2 separate regions of the Mus musculus genome follow, and region 1 is linked to region 2. The links are chromatin contacts, called in public Hi-C maps. All regions are on one chromosome and are shown on one strand. Each heading gives the region's core, a stretch centred on a gene start, on an enhancer-like site or on the middle of the called end of the contact. The rest is flanking DNA. Distances are from core to core; before and after follow the strand shown.

Region 1 (5,784 bases), core at 1,847-4,346, 8.3 Mb after region 2:
ACCTAATAAATCCCCTCTACAAAAAAACAAAACAACAACAACAACAACAACAAAAACCAAATTATGTTCTGTTTAAAAATATCCTGTAAAAATGCAGCTAATGGCTGCGCCCTTTAGTCACATCTGTTTTCCAATGGGAGATCAAACTCAGGGCTTTGACTCCTTGTGAACACGTCTAGCCCCTCATTCAGTTGCCTATCATCTCTACAACGTGTGCAACAACAGTCAGTCACCTAAATAAAACGCATGAGCAGCAAGAAATACTCAAGGGAAGATATCAGAATCCACTTACAATTTTCAGAAATAGCCATGGTCAGTTCTAACCCTAAGAACTAGGACTTTAACCAGTTTGGATTAGAAGTCCAACATATTTAAAAGACTCTACAAGGCTCAGGTAGGGGGCTTCAAATTGCAGCACCACAAAATGAATAAAATGTAAAAGCTCTATGGACAATATTCATGTAGATTTCTAATTGATCACTAATATAAATTCACAGTAGACAGGGTGAAATGTGAGGTACCCACATAAAATATATGGTCAGAGCTTTGCCAACTTAGCTTACAAAATTAGCAGAGTTAAAAGTTCTATCTAGTAAGCCATATCTACACAAAGCAAAGAGACCAACTATTCCGGAATACGTGAATTACTTTGGATCTTAAGGGGACTAACGTGGAGAAGGAGGTTTGGAAGAAGACAAGTGCAGGGCCAAGGCAGGGGCTGGCATCTGCATCAGTGACCTACTTCTCTTCTCACAGGATCTACTTCCGTCAGTCCACGTTCTGAGCCAATCAGCACCGTGCCCTGCTCAGCTCGCAGACAGAAACACTGAGGTTTCCCTGGTGCCTGAATGTCCCGAAACTCCAGGGTCCGATGCAACTTCAGATTTCTCATGATGAAGCAATTTCTGAGGGAAAAAAAAAAAAACAAATTTTCCTCAATGAAACATTAAGTGCTAAAAGAGAAAGGACTACGGTAACAGAGATAAATGGCCACCCTCACATTGAGAAGGGTTCAGGAAGGAGAAAAGTGGTTAACGGAATAGGGAGTACTATTTAATGTGAACACACCAGCACATACACGGCTACACTCTCGCTTCCTAAAGCATCTAGCTTTACGTGGGGCTAATCTGCAGGTTAATTTACAACATGTTAAACCTGAAGACATCATCAAATGATAACTATAGCATATGCTATGACCAAATGTTGCCATGATCCAATTACCATGACCGACATCCCTCTCCATGAACCTGTACGCTGGCACTACCAGGGCCAGCCTCATCACTGCCACTCCAGAGGTAGGAGCATTAATCAGGCACGCTGTATCCCCAGACACAGAAATCCAGCCCCAGGCTTCATCCTGAGTTTCTGAGCCTCATTCTCAGTCTAATCCCAGTGTTACAGGGCCTTTCTATGAGGTGTTGGGTCCTGATGATGCCAAAATCTGCCCTAGTGTTGCTCCCTACCCATGGGAACTGCTTCCTTCCACTTGCCTTCCAAATTACTTGTTTTTCATTTTTTCTTTTTCTTCCTCCTATAGCAGTTTAAGTAATTCTTCATAATAATCCTGCTGAAATACTGTCTGGCCTCTACTGGACCCTGACTGATAAAACACAGCAAGGCAATCTGAGTTTTTAAAAGAATTACCGAGTTCAGGTCTGGAAAGACTGCTCAGAGGTTAATGAACACTGGCTGCTCTTCCAGAGGACCTGAGTTCAGTTCCCAACACCTACACAGCAGATAACAACTATCTATAACTCCAATTCCAGGGAACCCCATGCCTTCTTCTGGCCTCCATGGTCACTTGGTAAAAAGGCAAACTCATTAATCTCTCTAATGCCCCAATTCTTTTAGCATGAAAACCGACTTCTCTAAATTGTCATTCTGACACTGCTCACTCATTTAACTTTTTGGAGTTACACAGTCCTGTAGTTTTCTCAATGCTTTCAAAGTTAGGAAACATCTTCCAAATGTTTCTAGGATCATAATCTGCTAACAGCCTTCCTTTGGCACCTCCAACTGCACCTCCCTTGACTCCACCCACACATGTTCTAAGAGGTGCTTTCATACAACTTTGATCATGTCCCAAAATTCTGACCATTGATCCACTTTCTCCCCTACCTTCAGGCTTGGTAGCTCACTAAAGGGAAGATTAGATAAACCTATATACCTTGTAAATGAACAAGACCAAACTAAACATTAAACTCACATTAAAATCAATCCTGATATTATCATAAGCTGACCCTTACAAGCATATGAAATGCAACCTGAAAAACAGAGAACCTGCTGATCTCTTATCAAATAATAGCTCATCCTGGCTTGGGACTTATTGTCATCTCTGTTTCCACAAACTAAAATTTGTCTTTGTCTCTTTTTCTTTCACTTACACATCGAGATATTTGCTGGTTATATATCATGGTTCTCAATACGCAAACGAATCCTTTACACAATACCTAAGATCCGTTATGTGACTTACAACAAAACCTTGCCAAATGTTAGGCCCTAAAGACAAAAGACTATAAAATCACAGCCATCACAGAAATCCCGGCTTAGGTACACCAGGTAGGGAAGCACGAGATACACTACTTCATAGAAAAGTCCCAAATGCGAGCGAGAAGGGACCCGCAGCACAGCACAGAGGCCTCTATTTACCTATCACCTTCCACGACAAGCTGGTAGAGGTTTTATCTACACGCTACAAGGAAACCCGCAATTGGGGTACCGGACCCTCATCCCTCGCAGCGCCCCAAGACGGCCCCGGGGAAAACGTGTACAGAAAGCATCCGAAACTCGAAGAAAGAAGAGGTCCACGCCCGGCCCGCCGGCGCGCGCAGGCAGAAGCGCGTGCATCTCCCCTGCACCAGAACAGCCCTGGACAGCAAGACCAGGCCGCACACAGCGGCTCGGACTGGGACGGGCGAATGCTCACCTACGACGCCCTCGAGGCGGCTCCGAGCCCTCACGGCGCACTGGGTTTGGAAAGGAACCGCCGATGCACACGGGAGACGAGAAACACGATCCACTGAAGGGCGAAACACGCCAGGTAGCACCAGAAAGGCGGCGCGGACGTGGCGTCACCCGCGAGGCGCGCTGAGTGACGTCACCGGGTGGGTGTGGCCAGACGCGCCTCCTCAGGAGCTCGAGGGTGCTCAGAGGGTCCAGGGGATCGGGGAGCCCTCACCCGGCAGAGGCAGGACCTTGCTGTCTGCTGTCCCTCAGCTCTTTGACACCCGGTTGTTTTTGCCCCACAGTTGGGCTTTGGCCCAGGATCACAGGTGACTGGGGTCGGGGAGGGAGTTTGGCCGCCAGCCGGGGAGTCGCGCGCGTGCGCACGACACCAACCGGCTCCCACGCGCCGGAACTACGCTCCTGGACTAGAGGGATGGAAGAGCTCCGCTGCCCCGAAGCCAAGCTGGCGCCACCAGAGGTAGTCATAGCTACCGAAGCCCCGCCACCCTCCCTTGTGGATCGATACTTCACTCGCTGGTATAAAGCGGGTAAGTGCGGGATGGTGGTGAGCTCCGCTTTACCGCACGGGTGCAGGCACTTCTGCCACGCGATGCAAGCCACCCGTGCTCTTCCCTGAGCATCCTAGTCCCAGGAATACAGATTTGCGCTGATGAAGAGCTAAAATAGGCGCTTTCCTTCGTGGGAACCGCAGCGCCATGTGTGGGTTGTTTGCAGGAAAGGACGTGAACTAAACTAAGGAACTCCGCGTTGGTCTATCTGGGCTTTCCCCACACTACTAAGGGTTGGTGTGCTTGGAGGGATCAATCCTACGCCGAACCGGGAAGAAACCTTAGGCATGGAGAGAAAAATTAAGAAATGTTAAGGAAGCAGTATCTAGTGTTAAGAAGAAACTGTGCATATTGTCCACTGGACGTTTGAAATAGGCTTCTCTGGTGTTCGTTCTGCCAAGAAAATACCGATACCACCTTTGGGGATCCTCCTCTAGCCTCTATTTTAGCCTTTTTAAATTCAGGGAAACCGGTAGACCCACATATAATATTTAGGATAAGCATCCTAAATTCTCTTTAGGACTGAATTTAAAAAAAAACGTGTGATTTTTGCATACCATCAAGACAGCCTCACAAAACACCACCATAATGTCAGCAATGTGGCGCTTATAATAGTGTTTCTCTAGGTGTACTCATTTTAAAGTGACAAGATGGAGGAGCTAAGAATGTTACCTGCCTTAACACTGAGTAAAGGATTCTATGTAAATTAGGCCACTTAAAATACTTCATAGCCTTTATTTACTTTGCCCACTGTGCTCAGCTTCGCAATGAACAATCTTCATGAACCAAAGGAGGTAATCACGTGGTAAATGCCAGTTCAACAACCTGCGACTCATTTATTCCTCTAGATGTTAAAGGAAAACCCTGTGAGGACCACTGTATACTCCAGCACTCCAACCGGTAAGCAAACCGGGAATCTTAAACTATCAACACTTTCCTTCTGGTAGCTAGCCTGGTGCGGTCTTGGGTCGGGTATGAGCATTCATGAAACTGTCTTCTGTGGTGTTGAAACGGTGTTATAGGAGTGTGTTGGCAAGTCTTGTTCAGTCATATACTGTTTGGCCAACCTGCACCAACCACTGTACTGCTGGACCTAAGGAATGGTTCCTTGTGGAGGCATATGTCATGCTCTGTGTACACAGTCTTGCCTTGCTTCTCTGCTATCCCCGCTTACTAAAGTCTTGTGGTACTTTTCCCTTCCCGGGAAGGAGATTCAACTCTCCTTTCTCCTCTTGTTATTAAGCTCCCCGTGCTACACTTAGGCTCCAGTCTCAGCAAAGAGAAGGAGATAATCGGACTAGATGGAGGTCAGTGTGGATAGTCATCTCTCAGCAGGAGGATGTGTGTTACAGGAGGAGGGTTCTGACCATGCCTTAACACAGGACTGACTGTTTCTCTCCTTGTAGAATCTGTGTCATCACACTGGCAGGATCCCATCCAGTTCTTCAAAGTGGCAAAGCCATTCAAAGGATTTCCTATCAGATCAGTAACAATTGCAGCAGACTTGAGAACAAAGTATCTGGGAAATTTAAGCGGGTATGTTTCTGTAATTCTGTGATTTTTCTTTTCTCCTGTGATTTTTCTATTCTCCTGCTATGATGGATCCAGTCAGCCGTAAGACTTTTTCTAGCAGTTCAACAAAGTTTTCAGTAAAAACACTCACCCCTGCCCCCCAAAGTATATCAAGAAGCATAGTGAGTACCAGAAAGTTCTGGGATCCCGTTCTTCTTATCCTCAAAGGGTTGAGATGGAAGATGGGCCATGGCCTTTGCCTGTAATCCTACCTCTTGGGTGGCTGAGATAACACAATTGCAAGTATTAGACTTTATATGGCTATATAGTGAGTACCAGGCTGGGTAAGTCTATATAACAAAACCCACAAAAAATAAAAAAAGATTCTTGCCTTCAGCTGACCATGTTCACTATAGGAAAGAGTTTTAAAAAGAAGGCAATGTATGAAACACACACTTGCCTGCTAAGAGATATTTGACAAAGTACCCTTGATTTACCCATCTCCCAGAGGATCTAAAACAATGACCATACACGCTGTCAAGGAAATGTGTTACAATGTGGTTTTACTAATAGTGAAGGGGAATGCATTTTGGATAATTTTGTGGGGTTTATGTAAACATTTTTAATTTTTATTTATGTGTATATGTCTATGGCATGTGTATGCGGGAGCCAGCAGAGGTAAGGGCAACTTGTCAAATCTCCTAGAACTAGTTACAGGTAGTTTGAGCTACCATGTGGGTACTGAGAACTGAACCTG
Region 2 (5,961 bases), core at 1,598-4,097:
TTTCCCCACTCTGGAACATACCACAGGTACACTTCTGTTAGAAATGCACAGTACTCAGGATTTAACAAAGTGTGAAAATTTTGCTATTTTTAATGAAAGAGATAATTAGGTTAAGTTTCATGAATCAAAGCTAGATGCTACAAACCAATCAAACAACAAATCAAATCAAAACAGAACAGAACAGGTAGGACCCAAGCAGGCAGTAAGGAAGAATGAGTATCTTATGAGCAAGAAAGCCAGGTAAAGGTCAGGAGTGGGAACATGCCTGCTAAGGACAGAAATAAAGGCACATTTTCATCGTTATAGTCGTAAATAAAAAAACAAAAAAACAAAACAGTATCCACCCTCTGCACCCCTCCCCCACCCCAAAGGTAAGCAACAAGATAACAGGAAATGTGATTTAAGAGGAATAAGAAAAGGACTAGTCAGGCCACTAAGTAAACAACTCAAGCACAACCAGATCACCTTGTACTTTTCTTCATTCTCCATTACATTCTTTCACCTTCCATTCCAATTTTCTTGCTCACCAACCCTTTAATCTGCATGCTTCCTGCCCATTCCAAAGTCACTGGCTTTAAATAGTCCTTATTTCTACCCGATTACTACTCAAGCTTCCCACTGGTAAATGCTTTGTCTACACTGTCTCCTCTATGAGCCCCTGGCCATGGTCATCAGACAGCTTTCTACACACAGATGTGACAAGGACAGGGAGCTTTCCTTGCTCTTATTCTTTATAAATGGGGCACTCCCTAACCATGCCAAGGCACCAAGCCTCGGCAGGCACTCAGGTGGCTCCCACAACCCTCTCCAGCTTTTCTTAAAGCTCCTTTCACATTCTTCAAAAATAATAAATTCTGTCTTCCACTGCACACCCAGTTGAGCACTTCTGGTCTAACAGAATTACCTTAGGTCATAAAGTCATAATGCTACACATGGGAGATTTAAAAGTAAATAAATAAAAGTTTACAGTGCTGATAGAATGAATGGATGAATGAATGAATTCTGCTAAGACAGCATATCCAAATTCATAGATTTATGACCTTAGGACCCCTTAAGTAGAAGTTGCCTACTACACAAGAGGCTAAGAGCTGGCTTTAAAGGGAGCACAGTGCATTTGCCTGTGTCAATACTAGACCTGCAGAAAGACTGCTTGAGCTCAGGCACTTTGAGGAACCTGATCAATACAGCAAAATACCATCTCCATTTAAAAAAAAAAACTATTTCTAGAATCGGTGTGATTCTTATCCAAACATATTTTCTACTGTGGTTATGTATCTATAAGCCAAGGTACAGTTACCAGATTTTACCAGATTAAATAAGTAATTGCCCTGTCCATGCTTACCATACCCAGAGCTGTAAGCTGACAGTTGTTTCAAGCACACATGCATGTGTTAGTCAGCCTCAGGACCAACACCTACCAAACATACAAGCCTCACACACCCAGAAAGCCCCGGGACTCATCCCTTTTAATACAAAGCTGGTTTTTACCTATTAAGCAAGCATACTCTGTAAGTTTTTTCTTACAATTTTATCAGTAGTGTTTCCAGAGATAAAAGAAAACGGTTCACAAGAAAGAAAAATTGACCCTGTGACATCTTGCATTATCCTCTAGGCACTCTTTCACGTGTGATGATGGGTCGGTCGGTCTGTCTCTAGCAATCTACATCAGACCTCATTCTCAGTAAGTTGTGCCGTATCACTTCAAGTACACTCTCATCAGTCTGCTAGGAAAATTATGAGGGCTAATAACTTTTAAATCTCGACAATTATTTACAGAAACATACTGACAATTTTTTTCCCACTAGGAACTTGGTTAAAGTTCCATTAGATGCTGCTATTATTTCCATTTAAAGATTTTCGTAACACTGGAAGTCAAATAGCTCTACTAGACTAGACCACTTTTACAGCAGTAGATAGTACAAGGAAGCTAACTCCAGCCTCGGAGCCTGAGCTCTCACTGGACTTGATCACCTTTTTGGTAAGCTTGAAAACTCACATACACATACACATACACATACACATGCCTGCTGCAGGTCAGTCTTAATGCTAACCTGAGCGGAAGAAAGACTGCAACTTAAGCAGACTCCCAAGTAGTTTGCCCTGCGGCCAGCCCATTACCTTTCCTCCTTATTTCCAACTATTCCCGCTCTCCAAAAGAAAGGAAGAAATCAAGGAGAGAAAGTAAGCATTGCAGCAGTTGGCCTACGGTGATTCTCTCCAACCCTTCGCGTCTCCAAAGTTCCCCAAATTCGAGGGGGCAGAAAGAGAGGGTCCTCCGTCAAGGGGAGGGGGAGGAGGGCAGCGATCAGATCCGCCCGCCCGTTTTCGAGCTCGCACACCAAAAATGGAAACTCCGTTTGTCTTTTTTTTTTTTTTTCCCAAAGAAAAACCATGGTTCCTATACCTCAGTGGACGTCGAGTGGAGTCTCTGGCCCGACCCCCACACGCCGGCCTAACACCCGCCGAGCCTCCGAATCGGACCGCGGCCGCTTGAGGCGTTTCGGAAGCCCCTCGGCCGGCTCTCACGCTCGGGGTGGGGGGACAGCTAGGACCCCGGCCGCCCTACCCGCCGCCACAGTCCGTCCCTCCGCCTGGGCCTCGCGTGTCCGCGCCCCAGAAGAGCCGTGCAGGACAGACAGACGCCGCTCACCTGAGAGCCCGGACGGACCCGGAACGCGGAGACGCGGCGGAGAGCGAGCGACCGTCAAGCCCCGCAGGAGCACGCCGTGAACCGCCGGCCGCAGGCTTTCCGCTCGCTCCCAGAGCGTGTTTTCAAATCGCCTCGTCCTCACGCGGACGCGTCTCCTTCCGCCGCCCGGAAGTGGGGGCCCTCCCTCGCCGCGCTCACGTGACCGCAGGTCGCAATCGCGCGCAGCCGGAGGGCGGGTCCAGATTTGCACGCCACGCCCCCTCTAAGAGGGGCTGCGCCGGAAGCTGGAGGAAAGAGAGGAGGGTCTAGGGTCCAGCAAGCCGAGTCAGGTCTTCCAGCATCCTTGGCTTGGAGGATGTTGGCTGGTTACAGCTTGAAAGGCGGTCTTCTCCCCCCAAGGACTTCAGTTCTTCAAACCTGGAGCTAGAGAAAAGTATAAACTGAGCTTAATTGAGGAAGGAAAAAGTTTCGGACAGCAAAGATAGCATTTCTGGGAAGGGTAACCTGGACTAAAGGCAAATAGACAAATGCTAAGAGGTTACAAACTATACCTTGTGGCAGAGTCCCGGAAACCTAGGACAGGGTTTTCCCCAATTCAACATTTTCAGCATATAATTAACTTCTACTAATCAAAGTAAGTGGATTTAGAGAAATTTGAGACATTAAAATGCCTACAAAGAAGATGTGAAGAAAGAAATCTTGAAAACAAAACCATCTAAAGATTGACTTAGCCACATATAAGGAAAAGCATACAGATAGAGTGTCAGCCTAGAGTCAAATTTGTCTTTGCAGCTTCCTACATATAAGAACTAGAAAAGCCTAATACCTTATATTGAGGTTCAATATACGAAGTAGGGATAAAACGATAATAACTAAATTCAGGAGACCCAAGCATCAGAATTAAGGTCACACCTCCTCTGTGTTAATGAATAAAGAATAAAGCCAAAAAGCCACCACACAGACAACCTCCCCTCCCCCACCGCACCTGCCTTGGGAGTTGATGACATTATATGTAAAACTATAAAATAAAAAAAAAATTATAAAGGCTTATGCCACCTAGATATGCCCCCTAAACTCCAAAATGCTACCAGCTTATTCAGAACTTCTCCCTTCAGCTTTGCAATGTATATCTATCTCAGTATCAACAAGGACTAAAAGATAACTCTGCACATCCATTCTGAAATATTTTCCTACAACCTCTTCACCTTAAATAGCATCCCATCCTGCCAGTTACTCAAGCCAAACCTTAAAAGCTGGCATCTTTCTGAGACCATGTGGCTTCTAACCCAGGAGAAAAACCAGCTGGCTCTGACTTCCACTATTAATCACCATCTCCCTGGCTACCTTCAAGGTCCACATCACCCCGATCAGAGGAAAGAGCCGGGAACACATTTCTCTCCATCTTAGACCCCATACAGTCTAACATTTGCAGAGCAGTTCTCGGAATATTTTTTTATATATGGCAAAGCATGTCACTATAAAACTCTTCGGTGGTTCCCCATGTCACTTACCCCCCCAAATCTAGAGTCCTTCTGATGGCCTCAAATCCTACCATATTGGAACAGTCCTTTGCAGTCCTCTGAGCACTGTTTTGCTATGTTCCCTTTTCTCTCTGTTCCTGTGACCTTCACTTCTTTGCTCTCCTTAAATACAAGAGACGTGTACCCCTTTATCTTTCTAGTTAGACCTTTTCTTTATATTCCTATCTGCCTGAAGTACACAACCCAGTAAATCCACTGGACAAATTTCCCTCACTTGAATTTGCTCAAACATCTTCTACCTTCAAGGTATGCCTATCCTGGTGGCCTGAATTAAAAATCATAACATATTGTCCTACATATAGACATTTCCTTCCTCTGCTCAACATTTTTCTTTCTTAGGGTGTACCACCTTCTAATGTACTGTATAATTTACATACCGCTTACTACCTGTCCCCCTCACTCACCACTAAAATATATGTTTCATGTTGCACCTCTGTTTGGTTCAGTCTATATCCTAAATACCTAAAATAGTGTATGGAGCATAGTAGGCCCACAATAAATATCAACAAAACACATGCTATTTGGTAATGTTCAGCCATAGTTCTTTTGTTTCCTATTTTGGTGTAGAACAGAGATTATAGACTCAGAGAAAAGCAGGCCTGGTGGCTTTGTGTGTGGCTAATATAAATATTAATGGTGTGGGAAAAAAAAAAAGCAGTCACTTTCGAACAATGGGCAATATTTACCCTGAAGGAATGCAGAGCAAAATTAAACCCCCAGAAATGTTTATAAGAAATCTAGTCTTTAAATATGGGTAGTGTTCTTTGGATTTGAAGTTGGTCCCCAGCTAACCACACCATTGAGAGGTGATTGACGCTAACTCCATGGATGATTTAATTAGCTTACCATTGATAAGTTCAGACTGAATAAGCAATAAGAAGTAGTTTTGGTTAGAAGGAAAGGCTGGTGGGGGTGAAGCGCTCCTGGCCCTTTTGAGTATGCCTCTCTCTCTCTCTCTCTCTCTCTCTCTCTCTCTCTCTCCTTCTCGGCCACTTCAAAGTGAGCCTGTCTTTTCTAGGTGCCACAGGGCCAAACCAGCAAAGCCGGTTGGCCATGAAGTGAACCCTATGAAACCATGAACCAGAGTGAATCTTTCCTCTTTTAAATTGTTTATCTCAGGTGGTTTTTGTCAGAGCCATAAAAAGTGACTGACACAATTGCCAAACAGATAACATTCCCCCTGAGTTTTAAAACTGTGTGTGCCAACAAAACAGTTATGAACAGGCTGCTAGTTTATTGTCTCTACTCTAAAACATGAAAACTGTGAGCATAAAGACTGGACTTCTCAACTTGTAAGTGACAAATTCTACAATTACAAGGAATATCTACTTAGAGATCTTTGTTACATAACAATACTAATTAGCAAGATTTCTTGACCTAGGCCAGAAAAGCACTGTTTACAGTAAACAGGCATTCTAGAATGTAAAGAGGAGTGTATTCCTAACACTCGCTAATTGGCCACACAAGTGTTCATTTCTTTGGCCCTTACAAAACCAATTGGCTAAAATAATAGAAATACATTGGCCTTCAGTTCTGGAGACTGGAGTCACTAGAAATCAAGACATCAACAATGTTGATTGCTCTTCAGACTAAGAGAGAGAATCTGCCCTATTCCACTCCTTGCTCCTGGAAGCCTTAGATATTCATTGCAGATCCTATTCTCTGTATTGTGCACATCGACTACCCTGTAGGTATGCCTCTGTGTGTATGTGTTCAAGCTTCCTACTTTCATAAATAATGCAAACTAAGGGGTCTTTGAAATGAGACAGC

The links. Hi-C and Micro-C count contacts between places; a contact is called where the count stands out from the background.
Region 1: a Hi-C map of B cells shows a contact between it and region 2, with 7 read pairs. The contact joins the promoter of Abitram here to the promoter of Tex10 in region 2. A contact is called at or near these places in 2 of 484 Hi-C or Micro-C datasets (B cells and embryonic stem cells).

Annotation. Positions count from the first base shown.
Region 1 is chr4:56,799,233-56,805,016 of GRCm38.p6, forward strand. Abitram (actin binding transcription modulator) reads left to right here and starts at 3,097. Exons shown (of 6, transcript NM_001081420.1): 1 at 3,097-3,494; 2 at 4,364-4,415; 3 at 4,922-5,051. The coding sequence starts at 3,380. Elp1 (elongator complex protein 1) reads right to left here and starts at 3,099. Exons shown (of 37, transcript NM_026079.3): 1 at 2,927-3,099; 2 at 743-905. The coding sequence starts at 892.
Region 2 is chr4:48,470,616-48,476,576 of GRCm38.p6, forward strand. It overlaps Tex10 (testis expressed gene 10), which reads right to left and starts at 2,848. Exons shown (of 15, transcript NM_001355740.1): 1 at 2,651-2,848.